Linked DNA regions of Mus musculus: regions 2 and 3 are each linked to region 1. The links are chromatin contacts, called in public promoter capture Hi-C maps. All regions are on one chromosome and are shown on one strand. The core of a region is the stretch at or near the end of the contact, and the rest is flanking DNA. Distances in the headings are between cores, read along the strand shown.

What was found. Capture Hi-C pulls out chosen DNA fragments and counts their contacts.
Region 2: a promoter capture Hi-C map of adipose tissue shows a contact between it and region 1. The contact joins two enhancer-like sites.
Region 3: a contact with region 1 is called in a promoter capture Hi-C map of adipose tissue, with 2.2 times the contacts expected there. The contact joins two enhancer-like sites. A contact is called at or near these places in 4 of 39 promoter capture datasets (the C10 cell line, hippocampal neurons, pre-B cells and 1 more) and 1 of 9 other capture datasets (adipose tissue).

Annotation. Positions count from the first base shown.
Region 1 is chr8:26,068,547-26,071,634 of GRCm38.p6, forward strand. It overlaps Hook3 (hook microtubule tethering protein 3), which reads right to left. Exons shown (of 22, transcript NM_207659.3): 10 at 2,512-2,652; 11 at 1,528-1,729; 12 at 13-123. Among named protein-coding and RNA genes, the nearest start is that of 1700047A11Rik, 13 kb to the right of the region's middle. Within about 2 kb of position 1,540, at least 2 of the 459 cell types and tissues checked have an H3K27ac peak or open chromatin away from gene starts, as enhancers often do. A contact at or near this core is called in adipose tissue, where this site is marked.
Region 2 is chr8:27,249,417-27,252,504 of GRCm38.p6, forward strand. No RefSeq gene overlaps it. Among named protein-coding and RNA genes, the nearest start is that of Eif4ebp1, 9.4 kb to the right of the region's middle. Within about 2 kb of position 1,460, at least 36 of the 459 cell types and tissues checked have an H3K27ac peak or open chromatin away from gene starts, as enhancers often do. A contact at or near this core is called in adipose tissue, where this site is marked.
Region 3 is chr8:27,158,782-27,161,869 of GRCm38.p6, forward strand. All of the region lies in intron 1 of Rab11fip1 (RAB11 family interacting protein 1 (class I)), which reads right to left. Among named protein-coding and RNA genes, the nearest start is that of Rab11fip1, 14 kb to the right of the region's middle. Within about 2 kb of position 1,565, at least 135 of the 459 cell types and tissues checked have an H3K27ac peak or open chromatin away from gene starts, as enhancers often do. A contact at or near this core is called in adipose tissue, where this site is marked.

The DNA.
Region 1 (3,088 bases), core at 290-2,789:
TTACATACTTACATCTTTTTCTTTCTGAAGACCATCAACTTTTTCTTTTAGCCGCTTATATTCAAAATCTAACTTATCTGCTTTCTTTGATTCGTCAGATAATCTATTTTGCAGCTCTACAACCTGATACAAAATATAAAAATGACATATAATTTCAATTTTTATAATTTCTATAACTTGAAACATTAGAAATTGTGATCAAGGTGGTGGAATGTAGCTTAACAATAGAGTATATGCTTATTAGTGTGTACAAAGGCCTCATATGCTCAACACCCAGCATACCCCCTCCAATGTAAACAAAACAGATTTCAGAAAATACATCAATCTCGTCTACAGGTATATGAAGATCCTATCCTCACCATACTTGAATAAGTTTATATAATTCATCACTCTAACAAAAGGGAGAGAAGTAGGAAATAAAGCCTGTCTAGGTAAGACAGGCTCCTAGAGTCATCTAGAAAATGGTAATAATTATCAGAGAATCTATAGGGGCTTTCATTCCTTGCAAGAACGAGATGGACAGGAAGATAGGAAGAAATACCAGTGATGGTAAAACTCAGTTACACAGCCCATCTTAGAAGGGGCTAAAATGACAGTGGGAGATGCATGCATATGCTGTGGGTAATGAGAGGTACCAACAAGAGGAACCAAGAGCTTTGAGTTTAACAGGAATGAAGAGTTTATTTAAAAAAAGCCTGGCTGTGAAAAGGAAGAACAAGGAGAAAATACCAAGCAGTCTGGGTATGGGCTGTTAGAAAGTGCTAGGACTTTTAACCCTAGCACTTAAGAGGCAGCAGTCAGCAGATCTCTTAAGTTCCAGACACACCAGGGATACATGTGATAGTGTCTCAGGGGACAGGAGGGAACAGATTCCTGCAGGTTGTCCTATGACCTCCATATGCATGCTGAGGCACACCTATGCCCCCTGCAACCAGTAAATAAAATGTAATAAATCTGAAATAAATATAAAAACAGCTAAGCATCATATGGTAGTGGGATAACAATGTCCTCCACAGCACATGTATTTGAATGCTTGGTCATCAAGGAGAACTTCTGAAGAAACCACAAGTATTAGGAGGTGTGAATCTGTAGGAGGAAGTGTGTCACTGGTGGGCTTTGAGGTTCTAGAAGCTCAAGCCAGGCCCAGTGTCACTCTCTCTTCCTGCTGCCTGCAGGTCAGGTTGCAGAGCTCTCAGTTCCTTCTCCAGAACCATCACGTCTCATGTCTGCCCGTGTGTGTGTGTGTGTGTGTGTGTGTGTGTGTGTGTGTGTGTGTGTCACCATGCTCCATGGACTCAGCCTCTGAAACTGCAAGCAATCCCCCAATGAAATGTTCTCTTTTGTTAGCTGCCTTGGTCATAGTGTCTCTTTACAGTGACTAAGGCAAATCACAAAAACAAAACTTGGTAGAGTATTCACTCGATTTGACTGAAAGGCCTGCACATGATTGCTAGTTTAAAAAGTCATGCATTGCGACACAGCCCTTGCCAGGCAGCACTAAGAAGAATTCTGCTTCTGTTCTCTTACTTGTCTCTTGTATGTCTCAAGCTGTCCCCGGGCGGCATTAGCTTTTCTTAACTCTTCCTCCAGACTGACAGTGTTCTGCATGTACATCGTATTCTTTTCTTCCAAGAGCTTAACCTGCCGCCTCAAATCTCCAAGGTCTTCCAGCTTCTTCTTATAAGATTCGACTTGGCCTTCTAGTTTAGATACTTTATCAGAAGAGTGTCTAAAACGACGGGAACTCAGTCAGAAGCATGCCCACAGCTGTAGAGCTGTTTCAGACAATGTTAAAATAGTAGACGATACCAGGACTTAACACACATTAAATTCCTTAAACATACATGGCTTCCTCCTCAGGAGGACGACGCAAGGCCATCTAGTGAGTCTAAGCAATTGGGTGTGGTGGGTAGCAGACAGATGAAAAGAATTATAAAAATATAAATTAACAGCTCCGAGAGAAATGGGAGACAGGGCTATGGACTAGTGAGTAGCAGCCCGGAGGTAAGAGAAAACATCCCTAACGGGAAAAGGGACTAATTCACAGCATGTGCGTTTCTCTGCACACTGTAGTGTTCTTAAACAAAAAGGGCTCCCACGAGGACGAGATTGTGAAAGAATGGTGAACAGTGAGTACCTACACGGAGAACACGGGAAAGGAAGGAGAAAACTGCCAGCAAAGAAATGAAGTCAGTCTTTATGACACAGACCAAGGGCTAGGAGGGCTCACAGTTAAAGAAGAGTAGCAAGAAGGAAGAGCCAGTGCAGACAGCAGTGGAGTGACTGCCATGGGAATCTAACATTTATTTGATACTTATTTCCCTATTAATTTAAGTGCTTATAAAGCCATTTAGATACTCATTTACACTTTCTTTTTAAACATGTCTGTGTGCTCAGAGATGCCAGCGTCTGTAACCTCTGAGATGGAGCATTGTGTGTTTGCATCTGTGTGTGTCTGGGAGGCTGGGGGTGGCAGGGAATCCAACATTGCAGCGAAGGGCGACTCTTTACCTGAGAACGTCTATTTCATCCTTTAGAGACTGAGCTTCGTCTGCCAAAGTGGTCAGCTCATCGTTCTGCTGCCGAAGCTCAGAGATTTCCTTTTCTAACTCCTCACAGCGGATTCGATAATCGTCTTTGGCTGCTTCTAGTCTGCAGCCAAACAAAATAGATAAAAAGCACTATTAAGTGTCTCATAATTTTCCTTAGGGAGAAAAGAAAACAAATTCCATTCCTCCTGAGCATGTATCTCACTTCTGTAAGCATAAACTCTACCCAAGTCCTACCTGCCGTGAAAACAGGTTTAATCGATGCACAAAGTTCTCACAGCAGGAGAAAAGAGCAAAGGTTTCCAAATTTTTAACAAGAATATATATGAAGAAAAGCTGTATTTAGACCCACAAAACCAAACACCAACCTTCCTTGGAGTTACAAGGCCCTCCTGTCTACTGTCCAATGTATTTCATGTAGACTACTTACTTTCAATTTTTCTTGTATAAGTATTTAATAAAGAGTTGTAAATTTTATATAATTCAATTGAATTTTTGACTTTATAGTTTTTGCTTTTGGTAAATATTTGACATTATTG
Region 2 (3,088 bases), core at 210-2,709, 1.2 Mb after region 1:
ATTATTCAAACAAGCACATTCCATTCCCTGGTTCCCAGGGGCTTGTAGCCATATCATAATGCAAAAATAGATTCAGTTCAACCTCAAAAATCCTATCTGTAGTCCATCACGGTCCTAGGACTGTTTAAAAGTCCAAAGTTTAAAGTCTCTTTGGAGACTCATGGCAATCTCTTCACTACAACCTCCTGTAAAACCAAAAGGCAGATCACATGCTTCTAACATACAATGACATAGAATATAAAAGGGGGGGGGAGCCTAGTGAGGAAATACTGGACCAAAAGCAAGACCAAACATCAGTTGGGTACACTCAGAACTTCGTATCCATGTCTGATGTCAAAGTACTCTTTAGGTCCCCCACTCCTTCCAGCTTTGTGGAGAGCTGCACACGTCTCTCTCTTCGGCTGGTCCCACTCCCTGTTAGCAGCTCTCCTTGGCAGGTATCCCACGAGTCTGGCATCCTTACCATCTTGGGGTCTCCAGTGAAATCTGGCTCCACCCCCACAGCTTTATGTAATGGCCTTTCTGGGCCTCTATGCAGGGACAGCCTTGGCCTCTGTTTGTACCTCTGTCAGTCTGTACTTCTTTCAGTATCTTCCTGGGCTACGCACCCTGTGGTGAGACCAACAGCTGAGGGATTGTCACCACTTTCTTTTCTTGCATCGATCGCTGCAGGGGAGTGGTTTGGAACAGCTTGGCTCCATTCTTTGCTGACTAGAAGAGACAGCACAAGCCCAAGCTTGCTAGGCTGGAGTTTACTTAGAACGGGACAGATTAGCCCGATATAACCCCAGCACGAATGTGCATGGCCGGGAGCTGAGCTGTTCATCAGAATCCTAGACCTCACTCCCCTGCCTCAGCAAAGCTGAGCTTCCAGTCTGAAAAGCGAGCCAAGTTCCCTCCTCAGCTTCTGGTTTCTCTCGCTTGAATCCTGTTGCGTTTAGGGAGCTTCAGTGATGTTCTGCCACATACCCACTCCCCAAACCCTTGGACCACAGCCACAAACAGGATACGACAGAGTGACAATGCCTACCTTGAGAAACCTATAGGAACATGTTGAAGTATCTTTAACTCACCTGTTCTCTGGAAGATCGTTGCCTTCTGCTAAACTAGGCCTAGTCTTAGAAACTTCTAACCTCCATACAATCTTATCTAGACCTAGAATATTTTCAGCCTTTGAGACTTACTGATAGAGAAACTCACCCCTTCCTAGTTCTTATTGAGCACTGGATAGCTGATTCAACTCAGCTGTCCTGGCTCAAACTCCTCTTCAAGCTGTCTGATTCCGTCTGACCTCTCAGTTTCTTACTGAATTGTTTGGTTTGGTCACAAACTAATTCCAGCAATCTGTTCTAATCTTCTGCTCCTTCTCATTCTCTGGTTTTCTGTCCTCACCCGTGTCTGGCTTGTTCTCTCTCTCTTTCTACAACCTGTCTCTGTAAACTGCCCCTTTCCTCTCTCTTCTTGTGAAAGTTGGGCGTATCCTATTGTAGGGGGCGGTTCTGATGCTTTGGCCCGGGAATTTGCATGTAAATACTGAAGGTCCTGTTCTCCAATTGGTTCTTGATCGAGCAATAACGATGTTGGCAGCCAATGGCTGGGTGGAAAAGGTGCGACTTCCAGGTTCCCATAGGCAGGCTGATAGATGCAGGAAGGGGAAAGAAAATTCACCATGCTTCAGAGGGAGAGAGAGCCACTAGCCATGTGAAATCTTGGGTGGAGTGACTATTGGTTGCTAGCCTGACTGGGCCTGGGGTTGCAGGAGGGAGATCAGAAGTTCAACTAAGCCGAGGGCAGATTTAAAGGTGTTGAGCTAAGACTAAAGGTAACTGAACAGCTAGACTGAGGGCAGATTTAGAGGTGTTAAGCTGGGAGTGAAGGGGAGTAAGGGCCATGGGAAAGTTAGCTGAGGGAGGCTTAGAAGTGCCTGACCATTGAGTTAAAACACATAAAAATGCGTGTCTTTTATCCTCAGATCCACAGGAACCAGGGTGGGGGCTGGTACCTCTGTCTGTCCAGAGCTTAAAGCGAGGTAGTAGAAACTACCTGCTACTTCCTATTCTGTCAAATCTTTATCTGATTTGCCACTTCGTCTGCCACTCAACTAGATGTCACTTTTAAAAAAGAGATATTTTTATTTATAGGAACACACTGTAGCTGTCTTCAACACACACCAGAAAAAGGTATTGGATCCCATTACAGATGGTTGTGAGCCACCATGTGGTTGCTGGGATTTGAACTCAGGACCTCTGGAAGAACAGTCAGTGCTCTAAACGGCTGAGCCATCTCTCCAGCCCTAGATGTCACTTTTGTGTTTTCTTCTACAAATTAACTTTACCTTCATTGGGATTAAAGGTATGTGCTAGAGACGATTAAAGGAGTGTGCTAAGGGCTGAACCACACCACAACTAGACCCCCCCCCCCCCCCAGTCTCAGGGGGTCACAATGTGATCGAATATCCTGCAATAGGAACTTGTTTCCAAAACAGTAAGCTTGGGAGGGAGGGAGCAACCTTGTCAAGACGGCACTGAGGACTCCACAGAGCACCCTCATTATCCGCTAAGCTCCAAGCTCCGGCTGCCTGCAGCCTTTTTTCTCTGCGGGGTTTTCTCCACCACCTCTGCTTTTGTGTTCCGCGGCTCCTCCCCTCTGCCACGCCCCGGGAGGGGGGCTCAGCGCTGGGTTTCGTAGCCCCCAGAACAAAGCTCAGTTGCCCTACTTGCCGAGGAGCACTTTTCTAGTGGCTTGGATTCCTAGCCACGAAGCCCGGGAAAGTGAGGCTTGTGCCTGAGCTGGCACCAGGCTTCTCCTCAAGGGGGACTTCCAGTCAGTGGATGTTTAACTGGGAGTTTTGCATCTGAGTTCGAGAGAGATATTAGCTGATAGTTTTCCTTCCAGTGCCCTCCCAGTCTTGTTTGGCATATGCTAGCTTTGTAGAGTGAACTGGAACATACTCCTGTGCTCTGGAGTAGTTGTACAACATTGCTGTGTCTATATTTTCTTTGAGCTTTCGATAGAATTCTCCAGTGCAAAGCTAGGTATGGTGGCTCATACCTGTTATCCCAGTACTTGGGAATAGAGGGAGGGGGAG
Region 3 (3,088 bases), core at 315-2,814, 1.1 Mb after region 1:
GACACTCCAGAAGAGGGAGTCAGATCTCGTTAGGGATGGTTGTGAGCCACCATGTGGTTGCTGGGATTTGAACTCTGGACCTTCGAAAGAGCAGTCGGGTGCTCTTACCCACTGAGCCATCTCACCAGCCCATGATTGTACTTTATAACCGTTTGAAGTAATGAAAGCCTGACCGGAAAGTATTCACTTCTAACTTAGCTATCATAAAACAATATTGCAAACATCATTTAAACATTTTACATGGCCCTCTGCAAAACTACTTCAAAACTACTTCAAACGCCAGGGTACCAGACATATCCTGACTGCAAACTTCAGGAAGGGGGATTCTCCTTGGCATTCATTTTCCTTCTGGAAACCTGATCTCTAGTGAACTAGGAGCCTAATTCACTGCAGGCCATTGAGGAACAACAACTCCCAATACCTGGCCTCCAGAGAGCCACCCACAGGCCACCTCACAAATGGAGAACTTACTGGGTTTTTTTGTTTTGTTTTGTTTTGTTTTCTTCAGTGACCTACTTAAAAGCTTAGAGCCTGGACTTTAAGGAAATGATGGTTTTGTCCAAATGAGCACAACTTCCTCTCTCACCTTTGACTGTAGCTCAGCAAAGGCCAATCCCTCCCCCACCCTCTCTACCCTCCAACCCCCAGCTATTTGACTCAGTCTGCACACAGGAAAGTAGAACCCTAACCCTCAAGCAGCACTCCCAGCATGCCCTGCACCTCCCACACTTGCACCTCACAGGATGGCATGGCCGGGGAAGTGCATTCACTTTACAGGGGAGGGAAACAAAGCTTAGAAAATGCCACCAGCACTGCTGCAGACCTGGCAAGGATTCTCCATTCTCTGAGTCCCTCTCCATTCTCTGAGTCCCTCTCCATTCTCCTTGACCAGAAGGCTTGCTTTAAGCTTATTCTCCTGATTCACTTTCAAATTCTTTCTGGGCAGAGTTTGAGCCGCTTTCCCCTCCACTTTGTGTGGGTATGTGTGCGTACAGGAGTGCGTGCGTGGGTGGTGGTGGGGTGCTAGGGACGAACTGCAAGGCTTCATGGGTGGTAGACAAGTGCTCTAATACAGAGCGGAAAGCCCAGCCCAGACTCTTTCAATTTAAACATCCCACAATAAAAGGAGAGAGGGAAATGCCAGCATAGCTCGCCACCATAGCTTGCCACCAGCCATAATCTGTAAGATGACCAATGGAGATCCAGCACAGAGAACTGCCAGGAAAAAACATGAAATGCATCAAGAGATGCAGCCAGGACCAACAAAGTCACGCGAGATGCCGGCCTCTGATCGGCAAAGAGAGATCTTTCATGGTTTGTGAGACACAGCTGGGAAGGAGGGGTGGGAGAGGAACAGCCACTGCAGGAAGATGCAGGTCTTTTATCAGCTCTTCCCGGCAGCCTCTATCTTTCCAGGGCCTGGAGGGGCCTGGAATACTTTGCATATTTGTCAAGAGGTTGAGAGGATTATTTGTGTTTTTCTTCCCTGATAGTCACAGTTGCCTTGGTGATGAAAGGTGTTTGGGCTTTTGTAATGTCACTTGTAGAAACCTGAAAAGGAGAAGCTCAGATGACCACAGCAGGGGCTACAGGCGGCAGGGCCAGTCAGGAAGAAGGGTACTGGGGCGGGTGCTTCTCCACCAGGCTTTCTGTCAGTCAGTCAGGCATGCAAACACATTCAAGACCTTCAGAAAATGCCACCCGACTCTTCCTGGGACCGGGCTCGCCTTTCTCTAAAGGTTTCCTGGGGCAAAGTGCTTATCTTAAGCAAACTTAGAGCCCGCTCCGCTCAGAACGCTTCCCACCGATTGTGCTGCCCCGCTGCTCGTGCACTGGAGCTGGACTGGCTTTGGAAACCTGCAGCACCACATGTCGGCAAAAACCTCGCCAACTGTTCTTGCTGCTCGTTTTCCTAAGCAGACCCGAATTCTGCCAGGAGGGGTCTTTCAGGGGGTGTGAATAAGAAGACCTGCAATCAGAGGTAGAGAGCTCCCTGGCAAATGCCACCTAGAGTATTCTGAATGCAGTTTCTCTACCTCCTCCTCTAGTCCTCCCCCACGCCCCTAGATCTACTCCTCCTGTTTCTCTTAAAGGGGGAAAAAAAAAAAAGCAGGCCTCCCAGGGATATCAACTGAACAGGGCATATCAAGTTGCAATAAGACGAGGCACATGCCCTCACATCCAGGCTAGACGAGGCAACCCGGTAGGAGGACAAAGATCTCAAGCGCAGGCAAGAGTCAGAGACAGCCCCACTTACAAGAACAGCAAGCTCCACGTCATAACACACATGCAGAGGGCTTAGCTCAGACCCACACTGGGTCTGTGACTGTCACAGTCTCTGTGAGCCCCCGTGGAGCCCTACCTAGTTGATCTTGTGGGCTATGTTCTCATAGTCAGACAAGATATTCTAAAGAGACACCTGTGTCCCAAATATTAAAATGTCCTCAGGAGCCGGGCGGGCAGCGGCGGCGGTGGTGGCGCACGCCTTTAATCCCAGCACCTGGGAGGCAGAGGCAGGCGGATTTCTGAGTTCAAGGCCAGCCTGGTCTACAGAGTGAGTTCCAGGACAGCCAGAGCTACACAGAGAAACCCTGTCTCGAAAAAACAAAAACAAAAACAAAATGTCCTCAGGAGTCTCACACTGAGGAAAGGCCGGAGCCAGCTAGATAGAAGAGGAAACTGTCACACAGTTCTGGCAACTTACCATATCTTACAAGGTACACTGGAGCTAGGCAATGCTGTTGGATGGCGGGGTGGGGGTGGGGTCTCACGATGACAGGTTTGCTTAGTGATGCATGCCATTTGCCCTGTGCTTAAACCCACCTCAAATCAGACAGGGGGAGGGGGCGGGGAGCTGGACCTCTTCCCACGGTGGCCATGTTGAACACACCCCCTTTCCTGTTTTTCAGTATGTCTGGTCTCTTTAGAGGCAGGCACACTGGGGCTGGTGGGCGAGCCTTTGATCTGCCAGGGGCCCAGGCTTTGAGCCTGAAAACTGTTAACAAAATTCATGAGTGACTCGCCCTCTGGAATCCCAAATCGGATTATGGCTGTGGGCTTCAACATTACAATCAACTCCATTTTTTCA